2 separate regions of the Rattus norvegicus genome follow, and region 2 is linked to region 1. A link is a contact called in public Hi-C data. All regions are on one chromosome and are shown on one strand. Each heading gives the region's core, a stretch centred on a gene start, on an enhancer-like site or on the middle of the called end of the contact. The rest is flanking DNA. Distances are from core to core; before and after follow the strand shown. Region 1 overlaps Enpp2 (ectonucleotide pyrophosphatase/phosphodiesterase 2). Region 2 overlaps Deptor (DEP domain containing MTOR-interacting protein).

Region 1 (7,821 bases), core at 3,076-5,575:
GGATCTCTTTACAGATGGTTGTGAGCCACCATGTGGTTGCTGGGAATTGAACTCATGACCTCTGAAAGAGCAGTCGGGTGCTCTTAACCGCTGAGCCATCTCTCCAGCCCAGCATTGTTGTTTTTATGGGGTTGCAAGCTCCTTCAACTCTTTCAATACTTCCTCTAATTCCCCCCCAAGGGGGTCCTATTCTCAGTTAAATGGTTTGCTGCTAGCATTGACCTCTATATTGGACATGCTCTGGATGTGTCTCTCAGGAGAGATCTATATCCAATCCCTTTCCGCATCCATTTTTTTAGCTTCAATCTTATCTAGTTTTGGTGGCTGTATATATATGGGCCACATGTGTGTCAGGCTCTGAATGGCCATTCCTTGAGTTGCTGCTCTAAACTTTGCTTCCATATTCCCTCCTATGAATAATTTTACTCCCTATTTTAAGAAGGAGTGGGAGCATCTGCATTTTGGTCATCCTTCTTCTTGAGCTTCCTGTGGTCTGTAGATTGCATCTTGTGTAATTTGAGCTTTTTGACTATATCTACTTATCAATGAGTGCATACCAAGTGTGTTTTTCTGTGATTGAGTAACCTCACTCAGGATGATATTTTCTAGTTCATTCCATTTGCCTATAAATTTCATGTAGTCATTGTTTTTGATAGCTGAGTAGTACTCCATTGTGTAGATGCACCACATTTTTTTAATCCATTCCTCTGTTGAAGATTTTGTAGGTTTTTAATGTTCCCTTACCTTCTGTTGATCCTTTGGTATGAAGACGTTTATTGAGTTCTTCCAATTTGTTCTTCACATGTAAAAACCAGAAAAGGAAAGAAAGCAAATGAGGGATTTCTTTTTTTCTCTCCTTTTCTCTTCTTTCTACTTAGCATCTTGCTAAATCCCAAAGAAAGCCCCAATGTCCATCAGTGTGGTAAACATTCTTGGGAAGCTGCTGTTTTATCTCACACTTACATTCTAAACTTGACCTATATGTATGTGAGTATCTTCATTCATCTCCCATTAACCTAGTTCCCTTCCCTTAAGTCTGTAATGGCCATAGCTTCCCAGGCTGGTAAGGATAGCTATTTGGGCCACATACATATGAGGGAGTGACAGTAGTACCCCATATCTCAGGTTAATTCCTGTCTACACTGAAATGATTCACCAAACAGATGTATAAAATTGCTTTTGATCAAAGTCAAACAGTCATGACTCAATACTTCTGGAGAGTAATAACCAAGCAACTCTGAAAGCCACTGCTCAGCATCTGTACCTATCACCTGTCATTGAGACTCCCAAGCATTAATGATAAACCCCACTTACAATAATGTCCACTGATTTACCGTAAAGCTAATATTTGAAAATTACCAAATGTTCTTAAACAGTAAGATGAATATAAGCAGTATGATCTATCGATATATCAAAGGTAACTAATTACCATGAAAAATGTGACCTACCGGTTCATATAGTAATATACACAAATGTACTTCAGAAATAATGATTAATCAAACAATTACAGGATCCTGAGCCTACAACAGCAGCCACATTAAAATTTCCCATATGCAAAATTATATCATAGGTTACTTTGAGATGCATTAACATACTTCATGTACTATATTATATATATATGTTTTCATATATATATATATGTTTTCATATATATACTTTATATATATATACATATATATATATGAGAAATGTAAAAATACAGAGTCAGGCATGAGAATTACACTACTTTCAGAATCCCATTAATGCTATGTTGTAGAAGAAGCTAAAAACAAAAGATGGGGGTGGGGTGGGAGGAAATGTAGATATTTTGAGAAATCCATCAATGCAAAATTTATGTAATATACTTGGCCAATATATTCAAAATATGTCTATACTAGAGGGCACACAGAAAGCAAATGCAACTATACAGTACTCTCAACTTATTTGTGATCCTCTTGGTAAGTTGGTTTTTATTGGTTTGGGCAACCTCACAAACCTAGCTTCTTAGTGTTGCCTCCCCTTCATTCATTAGCCTCTCAGAATCTTATCAAGAACAAAGGTAGGAAGGAGATGAATGCAAAAATAGAGAGGAAGGGGGTTGGGGATTTAGCTCAGTGGTAGAGCGCTTGCCTAGGAAGTGCAAGGCCCTGGGTTTGGTCCCCAGCTCCGAAAAAAAAAAAAAAAAAAAAGAACAAAAATAGAGAGGAAGGAAAAAACATATTCCTCTCACTCTAGAGCCTACCAAACCATATCTCCAATGCTCCTAGGAATCCTGGGAGGGGACAAGTGGTAAGAAAAAGAGACTGTGCAATAGGAGATTTATTATCTGTTTTCTGAGGCTAAGAAAAAAAACACATCCTTTTTATCTATAATTAAACAGCATATAAAAATGAACCAACACCTTTGGTTTGTACAGGCATCTTCTCAATTCTGTGGAAGGGTTGGTTCATTTCTGCTAATAGGAGCACTGGTTGGCAGATATAAAAATCTTAACTCAAAAAAGTCAATAAGTAAATTATTGCTTAAGACTTTGGGGTTTGTTTGTTTGTTTGTTTTGTTGGTGTTGTTGTTTTGTATCTAAAAAGACCAGTGGTGTTTCCAAGGACACCCCATCCTGTACCTCCCTCACCCCGCTCACCTAGAAAGGTGAGTTTTAGGGACTGCAGAAAAGAGTTGTTCTTTGGCTTACAGTCAGACTCTACCAGGGAAGACAGTTGGAGCCGAGCAGAGGCAATAGAACCTAGGGTGCTACACTTCCAGGCCACAGTGTTCTAACAAACACAATTATCTCTTCCCGTGTCCCTTCCTCCCTTCTTGTCTCCTGCCAATCTCCTTAGTAATTCTCTATCTGCCCTCACCTTTTAGGCCTTGGAAAGTATTCTGCCAGCTCTGAAACACTTCCCATTTCCCAGAGATTTCCATCTACCCGGCCCAGGTTTTGCACATACCTGAATCCCTTAAAATTACAAGTATCTTTCAAAACCACTTTGACATACCTACCTATGGACAACTCAGTGATATTCATGGCTCACCATGAATCACTGGAAATTCATAATTCTGTAAAAGAGTCAGCTTCTAACTGTATATTGTGAATTCAGAAAATAACAGTTTGACCCTTCATTCTCCAGACCTGTACTGTCTACGATGGTAGCCATAGACCATATTCAGCATACTAAACTTAAATTTAAAACAATAAAGTGAGAATTTTCACCCCCAGCCATAACCAGTTACTGGCTCCATTTCAGATAGCGGAGTTAAAACTCAACTCTATTTTCACAGATGGTTCTACTGAACAGTGCTTTATAAACCAAACAACCACTTCCATGATAAAGCATGAAGATTATCTCTACCTTTGGCTCTACCTTATCGTCACAGGTGCAGCCCAGGTCAAACTCGGACTGAAGGTACATAATCCCTGGGTAGTTAGGTCGGCTGACTTCGTCTGGCATGGTTGGCCTAAAGGTATTTGTACGCAGTAGGTGATTCAAGCTTCCATGAGTTCCATTATTGGGAGCGGGCTTCAAGCCTAGGAGATCTGATGGAAAGAAAAGGAAGCAGTGTTTCTCATTTACTCTCCCATGAGATATGTGAAGAATCAAAACCTTTGACCTTCCAGGAGCCTATAAATATTGAACACAAATCACAAGTGAGCAAACTAAACTACCACATCAGCCATTCCTTCCACAACTTCTGAACCATTCCGACCTTACAATGTCTAGCTAACACTTCTTGACATAACACTTCTCTTCATTGTCAGATCATGAATATGTCATTCTCATGAACCTGGAGTAGAATGGTTCACTCAGGCATTGTCTCTGCATGTGACAATGTTGATATCATTGCCCTTCTGGACTTCTTCAAGATTTTTTTAAAACAAAATTTTGAAATAAGGCATAATCAATAAATGCCCACAGCCTGCCCTTCAATGCACTCCACAAAAGTGTGGGGACAAGAAGAGGCTTTGGCGATGTGCCTTGATGGGCCACCAAGGGATAAACGGGCTGATTTCACAGCAACTGAATGGTTGCCAAGTGGGCACATAGTGACTTGCCTAAGCTGAGAGACAGGACAGTGAAGAGCTAAGCAGCCAACCTGGGAAAAAGAACCCAGGAGACCCGACTTTCAGACTCCCCCTCTAACCACCAGACTGGCACTCCCTTACTAAATAGGAAAAGCTGTCCTCATTCAGCAACGAGAAGCTCAAGGAAGAAAAATAATTAGAAACACATAAATAGCTGGCTGGGTTGCAAGCTGGCAAATTTTTCACTGGGCTGCAATGTAAGAGAGGGAGGTGGGAGAACGCTCTGTCTGCGTGGAACTCTTGCTTCATCGTGTCTCCGACCAACGGTGTCAAACTGTAATGCTATGTTAGATCAGCCAAAGGCTGCCAACACCAACACTGTGAAAACTCCCCATTAGTCAACTGTTGAAGGAACACAAAGAAGCCTTAGAAGGGGGTGACATTCTGTCCTTTGAACCAATGGGCAAGTTACTTTTTTTTTTCTTTTTGCAGAGAGAGGTCTTAGAACATAGACACCTCATTTCTTTCTCTAGCACTAAGGAAATTCACTGACCAAAAATTTCACCGGGTTTGATTGAACGAGTGACTTACCGCACATAACATTGTAAAGTTCAATGTTTTCAAATGGAGGCACTTTAGTCCTGTACTTAAAAGTTGGGCCATAACCTACGAAAACAGTCTTCCAAAAGAAAAAGAAAAGAAACACAGTTAACCATTTCTGCTGCCACGGACACCATCTCTTCTGTGTCTGAGTTCCTTACAGCTTCACAAACCCCATGATTCCATCCTCCCACCCCTGAAAACTGTGAAATTCAATTTCAGTTCAGTTTTGTAGACATACCTGCATGCTATTGACCTTGTTATCAAAGCCGTGGTCACCCTGGAAAAAACATTTTCCTGATGGTTTCTTATAAACGTCCAAAGGTTTCCTACATTAAAACAATTGTATGATCAGTTAGGATTCTGCCCCAAAGCATGCTGGTAAGAAAGCATATTTGGAGACAGGTAGAGCCAATAGGGATCTGGCTGCAAGTTGAGGCCTGGACTTTGAATCGGTAGAGAGTGATCAAGTCACCTGGCCTCAGCGGGCAGCGGCCTTGGTGCCACACGTGCCCTGCACAGTATTTATTGCTAAATTATTGTCCAGGAGGGGTGGTACTGGGCCTGGCCCCCTGTGTATTTATTGCTGTACATAGTGTATGTTTGTGATATATAGTTTTCTTTATTTTGTATATGATCAATAAATTCCTTTTAAAGAGGAAAAAAAGTAAATTTGGAGGTACATAGGATCCCTGAAAAGATCTGAAGCCAAGTGTCTCTGTTTTGATTACATCATTCCCATGGCGATGACAAGGGAAGTCTGTTCATTTCTCTAATGCCATGGCTTTGCTTATTACCCCAGGTTAAAGGGGAAGTTTTGAAAAGGAGTCAAAGTCCTCTCTATGCCTCAGGCTTGGACTGAACAGAACATCTCTCCCTGCTATATGCTCACCAGGCTCAGTCCCAAAACACAGGAGGCATTTTCAAATATGCAATGTTGAATCAATTCGCGGAGATCTCCATTCTATAAAAATATTTGTATGTAAACTTACCTGGTAGGATAATAAAACTCAGAGTGCAGAGACCATAGTTAACAAATGCCTGGCCTCACCTAGAAAATCTATTTAGAAGTAGGGAGGGGATGACAATATTGCTTGCAAGACATCGCGATCATTTACTCTTACATTTGTGACAGAAAGACCCCTTTACATAAGAGTTTTATGGCTCTTCTACCATCAAAGATGTTGATGCTTATTAATATCAGTATTGCCTAAGTATAGGCAGGGCACATAGGATAGCACTTGGAGAAAATGGAGAAATCTAACACATTGGTTTCTACCCAAGAGTAACTAGGACTTAGGATAGTAATATGCATGTATAATAACATGCAAGAGTAAACTTCAAGGCTTTAGTACCTGCCTTTGCTCTTCACTAAATTGCTCAATGAATGTCATCTCTAATTTAACTTCTGTTCCAAAATATGCTTTTTCATATAAACAAACACTAAGTGTTTTTCTCTCCCTAGGTGCCCCCAACATTAAAGGTCCTGCAGAGGACATAATCAGCCAAGCTATTTTGGCATGTCTCTTATGAAACATTTCTACATGAATTTCTGTCTATTCTACATGGTTCCAGTAATTTCTGGGTTTCATATCATCACTCTTTGGTTCTTTTACAGTGACAGTGGGAGACTGCATGCTGTGTGTGCATCAAATTTACATTGACACATTTCTAGAAGACCAGTGTTTTCATTATCTTCTTGTGCTTAGCTATTTCCTATAAACTATTGGCCAGCTCAGGTACATGTCATAATTATTGAATTAGTACTACAGGCATGTTCATCACACTTGCCTTGTAATCAAAGTTAGAACAAGAATGAGTGAGAAAATACTACTTCCAGGTCCACGTAAAAATGACTAAATTTGTGGCAGTTGACTCTGTAGGAGTGACAGAGCTTCCAGACACGCTCTATATCAGATTCTAAAGGTATGGGTGGTTAACTGATCTGGGGGAGACTTTTGATGGAGGCAAACACCAGTTGTGTTTTGAGCAAATATAAAGCATGCCCAGAGCAACAGAAGTTTCAAGATTAACATATCCAGGGTTCCTCCACAAACACATACTACCATGTCAACTAAGACCACATCAGCAAGACCCTACCTGCATTTAAAGTTGTTAAAGAGATAAAAGATAGAGACTAGAATATCGCCATAAAACTTGTGCACAGTGATGCATGAGAAACTAAAAAAGACCCAAGAACTAGAGATGTGGATCTTTCTATTCTCATTACTTATCTACTACTACTACTACTACTACTACTACTACTACTACTACTACTACTCACACACACATACACACACACACACAAACACACACACACACACACACACACACACACACACACACACACACACACACACATTCACCGTTTAAACAATGAGATTTCCAGCCCAGATTTCTCTTAATGATGACCAAGAACCTTAAATGATTTCCAGGTGCCAAATAGGTGCTTGCAAAGACAGAGACAGGCTCCCTCCACTTGTTACCTTGCAACATGCCATCTTCGATCGACCAATAAATGGATGTCTTCAATTCTTCTGTTGTTGGCATAGTGCAACCGTTTGGGAAGGTGCTGTTTCATGTAAGGCTTAAAGTGCTGATCCGGTTTTTTGCACTGAAATATAAGTGAATATTGGTCTTATGGAGAAAGGTTTTATACCAAAAAAAAAAAAAAAAAAAAAAAAAAGTCCTATTCTGTCTCTTGAAAACCTTGTTAGCCCACGAAAAGAATGGTTACTAAACAAATGGGATGTGTTGCCCCCTTATTAAATAATGTGTGGTAAAAGCAAATAGGTTCCAAGGGAGCTAGACAACTTTAGAAATAAGTCCGAGGCTATCAGAGGGGTGAGGAATTCTTAAGATAAGTTCCTGACTCTTGAGCCCAAGACTGAGGGCAGTTTAAAACTCAAGGTCTTTCCCAACTGCTTCAAATCAAGGAGTGGGAGGCAGGGTGGGAGGAGAGGGGTAGACATGTGCAGGCCTATCTAATGATAAGCTCAAGGACTTTGAAGTCTCTATCTGGGACCGGGGTGGGGGTAGGAGTAGAAGATGGGGGCAGATCTGTTTGAGAGTAAAGATTTGATTAATCATGAGCAAATAGTGCTCAGCTTAAGAAGAACAAAGCCTCGGTTTGGATCACGGCCAAGACCATTGGGGAGTCTACAGTTGACCTCAGTCCAGAAGTTTTGAAAGCTTAGGAGAAACAAATACACAGGACTGCA
Region 2 (7,821 bases), core at 2,593-5,092, 410 kb after region 1:
ATATATGAATATATACATATATATGTATACCCATAGATAAATATATATGACTATATATAAATATGTGTATTTATGATTGTATCTGTATTTCAATATAGGTTTGTTTGATTTTGTTTGTTTTGGAAATGAGTGTCTCATGTATCCCTCATATCTCAAGCTAGCCTTAAACTCGTGATCCTCTGACCTCTACCTTCCAAGTACTGGACTTACAGGTGTGTACCCCACTCCCAGCTCCCACTCCAAACTACCTGGTGTATTTTTGTTGTTAGTGTTTGTTGCGGTTAGTTTTTCTCCTGTTTTTTCAAGACAGGGTTTCTCTGTGTAGCCCTGACTGTCCTAGAACTTGCTTTGTGGACCAGGCTGGCCTTGAACTCTGAGATCTGCCTGGCTTTGCCTCCAAAGTGCCGGGATTAGAGGAGTACACCATATATGTTTGAGTCATGATGCTGCTGATAGTGACAGGGTTAAATGTCATACCTGTGTAGGGGTTAGCCGTGTAGACTCACTAGAAATCATTTTGTGTATTTTCCTACCTAAGGCACAGAGTAAATTATGTCCTGTTATCATGTATGTGGTGATAGAATAATTTCACCTCCATAAAATGGCAGCTGTGAGCGAGCAGGTGCTCAACAGGTAAAGGTGCTTGAGTCTCTACTTCCTGGTTGTTTGCACTGTGAAGAATTACACTGTCCTGTGTCCTTCCATACTGTGCCTTCTTCCTTCTCCTGAGTAATGGATTAAGGTCCCCTGGAACTTTGAGCCCAATTCTACATATCCTCCAGTAAGTGGTTTCTGTTAGAAATTTAACCCCAGTGACTAGAGAAATAACTAATACCTGTCACGTCAGGCCTTTGTCTTTCTCCTTGTCTCTTTCTGTCTGTGGAGAGACAGCCCTACATTCAGCCACCATGATTCTCCCATGCAGGAGAGTTTCTACTCTTTCTAGAACCAAGTAATCTTGCTGTGTGAGCAGGTCATCTCAAAAGTCATCCGGTGCTTACCATTTCTCTCTCCATCTCATCTCCACCACCTTGTTAGGGGATCAGAATGCCTTAGGGTGTAGGCTACCCATATGCAGATAGGACAGGCCCCAGACTGATGGCAGTGGGTGTTAGGTTCCTTGGTTAATACTTTGAGATCTTCCAGCCAGCATCTTTGAATCTGAACTACTCCAAGTTTATAAAAAAATTTTCCCTCCCCTCCCTCCCTCCCCCCCCTTCTCTCTCTCTCTCTCTCTCTCTCTCTCTCTCTCTCTCTCTCTCTCCCTCCCTCCCTCCCTCCCTGAAATATTTCAGCCTGGCTTTGAACTTGCTTGCTATGTAGCCAAGGATGACCTTGTTTCTATTACTTCTGCTACAACCCCTACCCAGTGCTGGGATCCCACTCTACAACAGAACCCCATTCCAGACTCACTTCCTATTTTATTTTTCTGCCACTTTTCTTGAGGAAGTCAGTCACTTCTCTCTTGCTCTCTCATAGACTGCAGTCTAATGGCTGTCCTATGGATCCTAGCCACATGTCACACATCACTCACTTGCTCTCACATCACTTCTAACCCTGACTCCAGAACCCACTGAATTTATGATCGTTTTATAGACATCATTTGTTCCAAGTTGGGTCCCAGTCTTTACATTTCACAAATACCTCTTGATGGCTGTGTCTGGCTCTTTAGTAAATCTAATTAAGTAGCTCTGGCACTTAACGCACTCTAATGGTTCCTGTGGCCATGAGATTAAATGCCAGATGTAGCTGGCGATATCTTTGTTCTGGGCCCTAACCATTTAAACCTCATACCCCGCCCTGTATTGTTCTTGGGCCTACTGGTTTTCTCTGTAACTTCCAAACACTAAGTCAGTTCCTGCCCTGACTATGTAGGCTGAAAACTTGTTATCCTTCAAGTCTCAGATACTATGTTTGGATCTCACTGAAGCCTTCCTTAACTACATTGTGAGATCTCTCCAGGTCATTCCCTGCTTACTCTTTTTTATGTAGCCCTGCTGTTTCAGTCACCTTAGGCTGTAACAAAAATCCCTTAGGCTGCAGTCATTTAAACCATCAAACATTTGTTTGAAAAATCCAAGATCAAGGGTCTAGCCGATTCTGTAGGTGGTAGGATCAGCTTCCTAGTTTACATTGTCTTGTTACTGAGCCTTAAATGTTTTCATTTTTTGTTTTGTTTTAGTTTGTTTTGTTTTGTTTTGGGTTGGGTTTTGGTGAGAATTTTTTGGGGTTTGGTTGGTTGGATGACTTTTTTTTTTTTTAATTTACTGGAGCAAGTCCAAGCTCTTCTGTCACTTGATATAAAATGCTAATCTTATTCATGAGGGCATGACCTAACTACTTCCTGCAGGCCCTACTAATACCATCCTACCCTAGGGGCAGAAATTCAGCATAGAAATTTTGGGAGCAGGGTTGGGGATTTAGCTCAGTGGTAGAGGGCTTGCTAGGCCCTGGGTTCGGTACCCAGCTCCGGAAAAGAAAAAAAAAAAGAAATTTTGGGAGTAGTGCACAAATATCCAACCCATAGAACTTGTTTTGTTTTCTGTATAATCATAATCTGAATATATACATATATTCTCCCGCACCTACCCTATGGGTTATTCTCTGTCTAAATAACTGTAGTCCAAGTACCTAGGGTAGTCCCCGGCATTGAAGCAACATTAATGGCAGAACTAATGGTATTTTTGTAGAAGGGGTGGGGAACTCAGGTACTTCGTATGCTTCAGAATTTGGCACTTAGGATCTGCATCATGCCTTCAGATATTTTACAGCTGTGGTCTCTTTTATTTTTCCAACCTCTTATACAGATAACATGGAAAAGTTCTCCCTACTGTATAAACGAGGGGATAAGGACCCAGTTAATCCCTTTCCCAGTGTCGTGACTTAGCATGTAAATGTCAGGGTTAGATTCAGATTATTATGCTGGTTGTTATTGTTGTTGCTGCTGCTGCTGCTGTTTTGAGACAGAATTGTACTTATCCACTTCAGGGTGACTTCCATTATTTAGCCCAGGCTGTCTAGAACTCATTATTCTGCCTCTGTCTTCCTCAGTTAGGACAGTGAAATTATTTCAAATACACAAACTGTTAAGGCAGAGCATGGTACTTGATAAACCCCATTTAAGTCAGTAAAGTACGGAAGGGTGCATCACCTTTCAGTCTCATAATAATGAAGGGAATTTGTATTCCATTCAAAGCCTGTAGTTACAATGGTTCTGGGCTGTAGCTCAGTGTAGTTGCACACCTTCAATCTCAGCACAGGAGAGGCAGAGGCAGGTGAGTCGCTGTGAGTTCCAGGCCAATCTGGTCTACAGAGTGAGGTCCAAGACAACCAGGGATACACAGAGAAACCCTGTCTTAAAAAACAAAAAAACAGAGACAGAAACAGAAAGAGAGAAAAACAGCCAGACAGATACACGAGGTGGAGGGGGAGAGAGTGAGAGAGAGAGAGAGAGAGAGAGAGAGAGAGAGAGAGAGAGAGAGAGAGTCACATGCTCACCTGGATTGACTTGTAGAAGATCAAATAAATAACTTGTTCTTGGCTTCAGCCTCTCTTGGACCAGGACTAGCTCTTGCAGGGTCACCCAAGGGAACACTCGGAAACACTCCCTTCTGTTAGTTTTATCAAGCCCTTGTATCAAGCCTTGTTAGAGCAAACCATTCAACCTTCAGGCTCCAGCAGAGCTTGGTCCATTCTTACCAACACAGAACAAGAGAAGTCCAAGGTCTTTTCTTTCTTTCTTTCTTTTTTTTTTTTTTTTTTTTGTGGGAATAATTAGATCTTGTGAAAAAACGGTGCACTCAAGTGTTCATGCTCCCCTGTGCCAAGTTTCACAGGCATTTCTAGACTTTTGGCTTCTTTTCTTGTTTCCTCCTGTGATGAATTGATGGATGTTGGCTTACTGCACCTCATTCCTCTGTTTGTTTGTTTCTTTGTATCTTTATATAAAAACAACTACCTGAGTCCCCGTGAGGGATAAATAAATGGTGTTGCCTCCTCCCACACTGCAAGAAACCTTCCTTTCATCTACAGAAAATATTTTAAAACTCCTCCTCGTTAGTCTTCCTTTCCCATGACAACCCTGTATGTTGCATGGAATTTTCCTCTCCTAACAAGAGAGACCAGGTTCCTACCCAGTCTGTGTAAAATGACTACCAAAACAGATGGGAAAAACCCTCCCTGGGCTCTGAAGAGCTCTCAAGTGGTTTGCTTTTCAGTCGATAGCTGCTGATTGCTGCCCTGTGCTGCTCGTCTCACTGGGCAATCATGGGATTTACAGCTGCACGCAGAAGATATTAGGCAACTTATCTGGGACTGAATATGTAATTACATGTATATATAATTAATTACATGTAAGTCACATACATATATAATTATGTGTCTCTGAGATGTTACCACTGAAGGAGAAGAGGGTGCTTATACTTTTTACAGGGTGAAGAGGGGATGAAAAGGAGCGCTTCCCTGAGGATAGAATTAGAACCAAGGTCGAAAGAATGAACAAAAATCAGATCAATGTGTGTCTGTGCTCTGTATACATCTGTATCAGAGACTGTGTCTTTAGAGCACATACTTCTTTTTTCTCTGTTTCCGGGTCATAGAGAAAGTTAGGTGTTTACCTTTGCCCCATACTCCTTTTGCAATCCTGTTGTGTCTAAGCTCATGGGTTCAAGTGACCATGGACTGAACTCTGAGAATCTGTGAGCCAAAATAAATCTGGTAAGTTGTTTCTATTATTTTTTTAACAACAAAGGAAAGGTTAGCAATATAGTTTTATAAATAATGAGAGAAATACAAATTAAAATATAACTTGTTGAAATTATTTCATCTCAATTGGGTGCTTCTACACCACCCCCCTGCCTTTGATCATTCAGTTCCTGGATAAAAGACACAGAATTTTTATTATTATTATTATTAAAATAAGCCTTAATCAGCACTAGAGCTGGGCAGATTATCTACTCTCTAAGCTTTTATTTTTTTTTTCTTTTTTTCGAAGCTGGGGACTGAACCCAGGGCCTTGTGCTTGCTAGGCAAGCGCTGTACCACTGAGCTAAATCCCCAACCCTCCTCTAAGCTTTTATAATCTGTCTCCCCACCAATAACCCTGGATTACAATTTGCCATAGGTCTTGGGGGCCAGTATTTAGCATTACGATACATAGCAAAAGACAGAACCTCAACAACAACTAAAACATAAATAATTCTCAGACCTCATCTGGGCATGGTGGAACGGGCCTATGATCCCAGCACTTGGGAAATAGAGACAGGAAGATCAGGAGCTGATCATTCTTGGCTACATAGTGAGCTCAAGACCAGCCTGAACAAATTTTAAAATGTCATAATTCAAAAAGACAAACAGCAACAGAAAGAAAACAAGAAAATACTCATGAAAAGATGTGTAACACTGTTAATCTCACAGAACTGTGGTGAAAAAGAAAGGTGATGTATTTACATGTGTGTGTTGGGGTAGTATGCATTCCCTACAGATAGACCCCAGATGGGAGCACGGCACTTCGGAATGCTGGAGTGAGTAGTTATGAGTAGGCTGCAGTATTGGAGAATTGGGAAAGGGTGGGAAGCAATGAGCTCTTAGACTAGGGCCATGTTTCTTTACCTACATTTTATTATCTATCCTCCATTCCCTATGACACTTTCCAGCCTGTGAAATGTGGGTATCAATCATTCTTGGCTTGCTCTATTCATTACTTCTGAAGTATGTGCAATTCCTGCTCGATTCGTTAAAATGAGAATTTTACATGCCCTAAGAGACATTTTTCTCATCTTTTAAGGGCTCTGACCCCCTCACGCCACAAAAGAGCACATGGACTATAGAAAGGAAGCTTCGGTATTTTGCACAAATTTTTGTGTGAAACGCTTGAAATTTGTATGGAAATGTTTTCCTGAGTCATGCTCCCCATACAGTCAAACACACAGCTTACATTGTACAGTTTGGTAGGTTTGCCCTTCCATGTAGCTCATAGGATGTGTCACTCCACATTCCCCAGTGCCTGATTTTTCTTTCTTTTTTTTTTTTTTTTGGTCATTAAGCCAATGGGTTCCTTGTGTCTTGGTAACTTCAGGCAAATGATTTCACTCTTTGACTTGTGTTTGCTGAAGGAATATCTATGTCATCTTCCTCGGGGCTGGAGAGGGAGGTCGTGTACACAGACCCTCCCGCAACCATAATGGACATATTGTCCCTCCCTCCTTCTCCTCAGTATGAATGTATTGGCAGGTTTTCAAGAGGCCATACCCCGTGAAGTAAACCTGAAGCTTTCTTCAATCCTGAACTCTTATCTCCATATTTCGGAGGCTAGAAAGAGGCTGGAAGCGCTAGGCATGGTGACACACACCTTTAATCCTAGCATGAGGGAGCCAAAGGCTGGTGGGTCTCTGAGTTCAAGGCCAGCTTTGAGGAAGAAGTCCTTGTCTAGAAGATTCAGGACTGGTTTGCACGCTATAGTGCTGAGAGGGAAGCTAATTGTGCTTGTAAGCTTTCACACTTAGCATCCGGAGCCACGAGACAAATGTTTTGCTGTTTTAAGTCATCTTGGTTTGGATGCTTTCTTATAAAACCCCTAGAGGGTGAATATAGTGACTGTGTGTCCAGGAAAATGGGGGCTCAAATATAGAAGGGAAAGTGGACAATTGCAAACGGTGCACACACATCCTTTGCACGTTATGGAATGCCTACTACCTATGATAGCCTGAGGCAGACCCTGGATCCACCTGTCCTCGAGGCCAGCCAAGCTCCCTTCCCACAGGGTTTCGGGTCTATTAATGAGCCAGAGATTAATAATTTCCAAACACTTAACTACATATGATGTCATTACAGGCTACTACTAGTTGCCTGCACATATTTAGTGACAAACGATGATACATAAGTTTGGCAGGAAAGCTTTAAGACCCAGTAAGTTTGCACATTGAAGACTACATTGTCGAGTCTTTCATTTTGCCTTGTGCTTCAGTCTCTTCCTTCTACCCACCTTTGTGTGTGTGTGTGTGTGTGTGTGTGTGTGTGTGTGTGTGTCAGATGAAATCAAATCTTGTTCGTATCACAGTCACAGTCTGTGGTCTCCTGAGGATAGTCGGGGAGAAGGTGATGAGAACATTGGTCTGGCACAGGTCAGCTGGCTGCTGTGGGGAGAATGGGTTCTGAGTTGATTGAATGCTCTGTTTTGCAAATTCCTGATCCTCCTCCAGTCTTTTGAGTCTCAGAATTAAAAAAAAAAGCATCACCACCAACCCAGTTTCTCAGGCCAGGTATCTGATGGCCCTGCTTGCTTTTTCTCTTTTTCCCTTTGGCTTAAGATGCTCTCAAAATGCATCTTAAGTGAGTGAACATCATTTTTATTCTATAAAATAATCGAAGCGTAACACTGGGGACCCAGGTGATGTCCCAGTCAGAGACGGGAGTTGGATTACTAAATACTAAATACTATTTTATTACTAAAATAGTCGTCTCTGAATCTAATGTTTGGAATATAATCCCACCTTTCCAGTAAGTTTAATAGATAGTTGGTATAAATGAACCATCAAAGCCATTTGCATTTTCTCTAATAATATTTTTAGTAATATCCCAGGGGTATAGGTATGTTTCTCTTTTTACAGACGGAAAAAGCAAGGTTTGGTTAGGGACCATATGGATCCATATTTGCCCAGGTCTAGATTCTGTGCTTTTGTGATTGTTAAACGCCTATAGTAGGGATTATCTCAAAAGAGAGTGGATATATATAGACCAAAGGATTTAATGTTCCTGGGAACAGAAGTGTCATATACATTTGGAGCCATTGCATTGGCTCGCACTATGCGGCACACACTATAC

Evidence for each region. Hi-C and Micro-C count contacts between places; a contact is called where the count stands out from the background.
Region 2: a Hi-C map of liver shows a contact between it and region 1, with 2.2 times the contacts expected there. The contact joins two enhancer-like sites. A contact is called at or near these places in 2 of 12 Hi-C or Micro-C datasets (kidney and liver).

The regions. Positions count from the first base shown.
Region 1 is chr7:88,111,661-88,119,481 of GRCr8, forward strand. Enpp2 (ectonucleotide pyrophosphatase/phosphodiesterase 2) reads right to left here. Exons shown (of 25, transcript NM_057104.3): 15 at 7,087-7,214; 16 at 4,842-4,929; 17 at 4,592-4,679; 18 at 3,330-3,514; 19 at 745-796. Among named protein-coding and RNA genes, the nearest start is that of Enpp2, 57 kb to the right of the region's middle. Within about 2 kb of position 4,326, at least 4 of the 93 cell types and tissues checked have an H3K27ac peak or open chromatin away from gene starts, as enhancers often do. A contact at or near this core is called in liver, where this site is marked.
Region 2 is chr7:88,521,914-88,529,734 of GRCr8, forward strand. The region is part of intron 8 of Deptor (DEP domain containing MTOR-interacting protein); the gene reads left to right. Among named protein-coding and RNA genes, the nearest start is that of Col14a1, 86 kb to the right of the region's middle. Within about 2 kb of position 3,843, at least 11 of the 93 cell types and tissues checked have an H3K27ac peak or open chromatin away from gene starts, as enhancers often do. A contact at or near this core is called in liver, where this site is marked.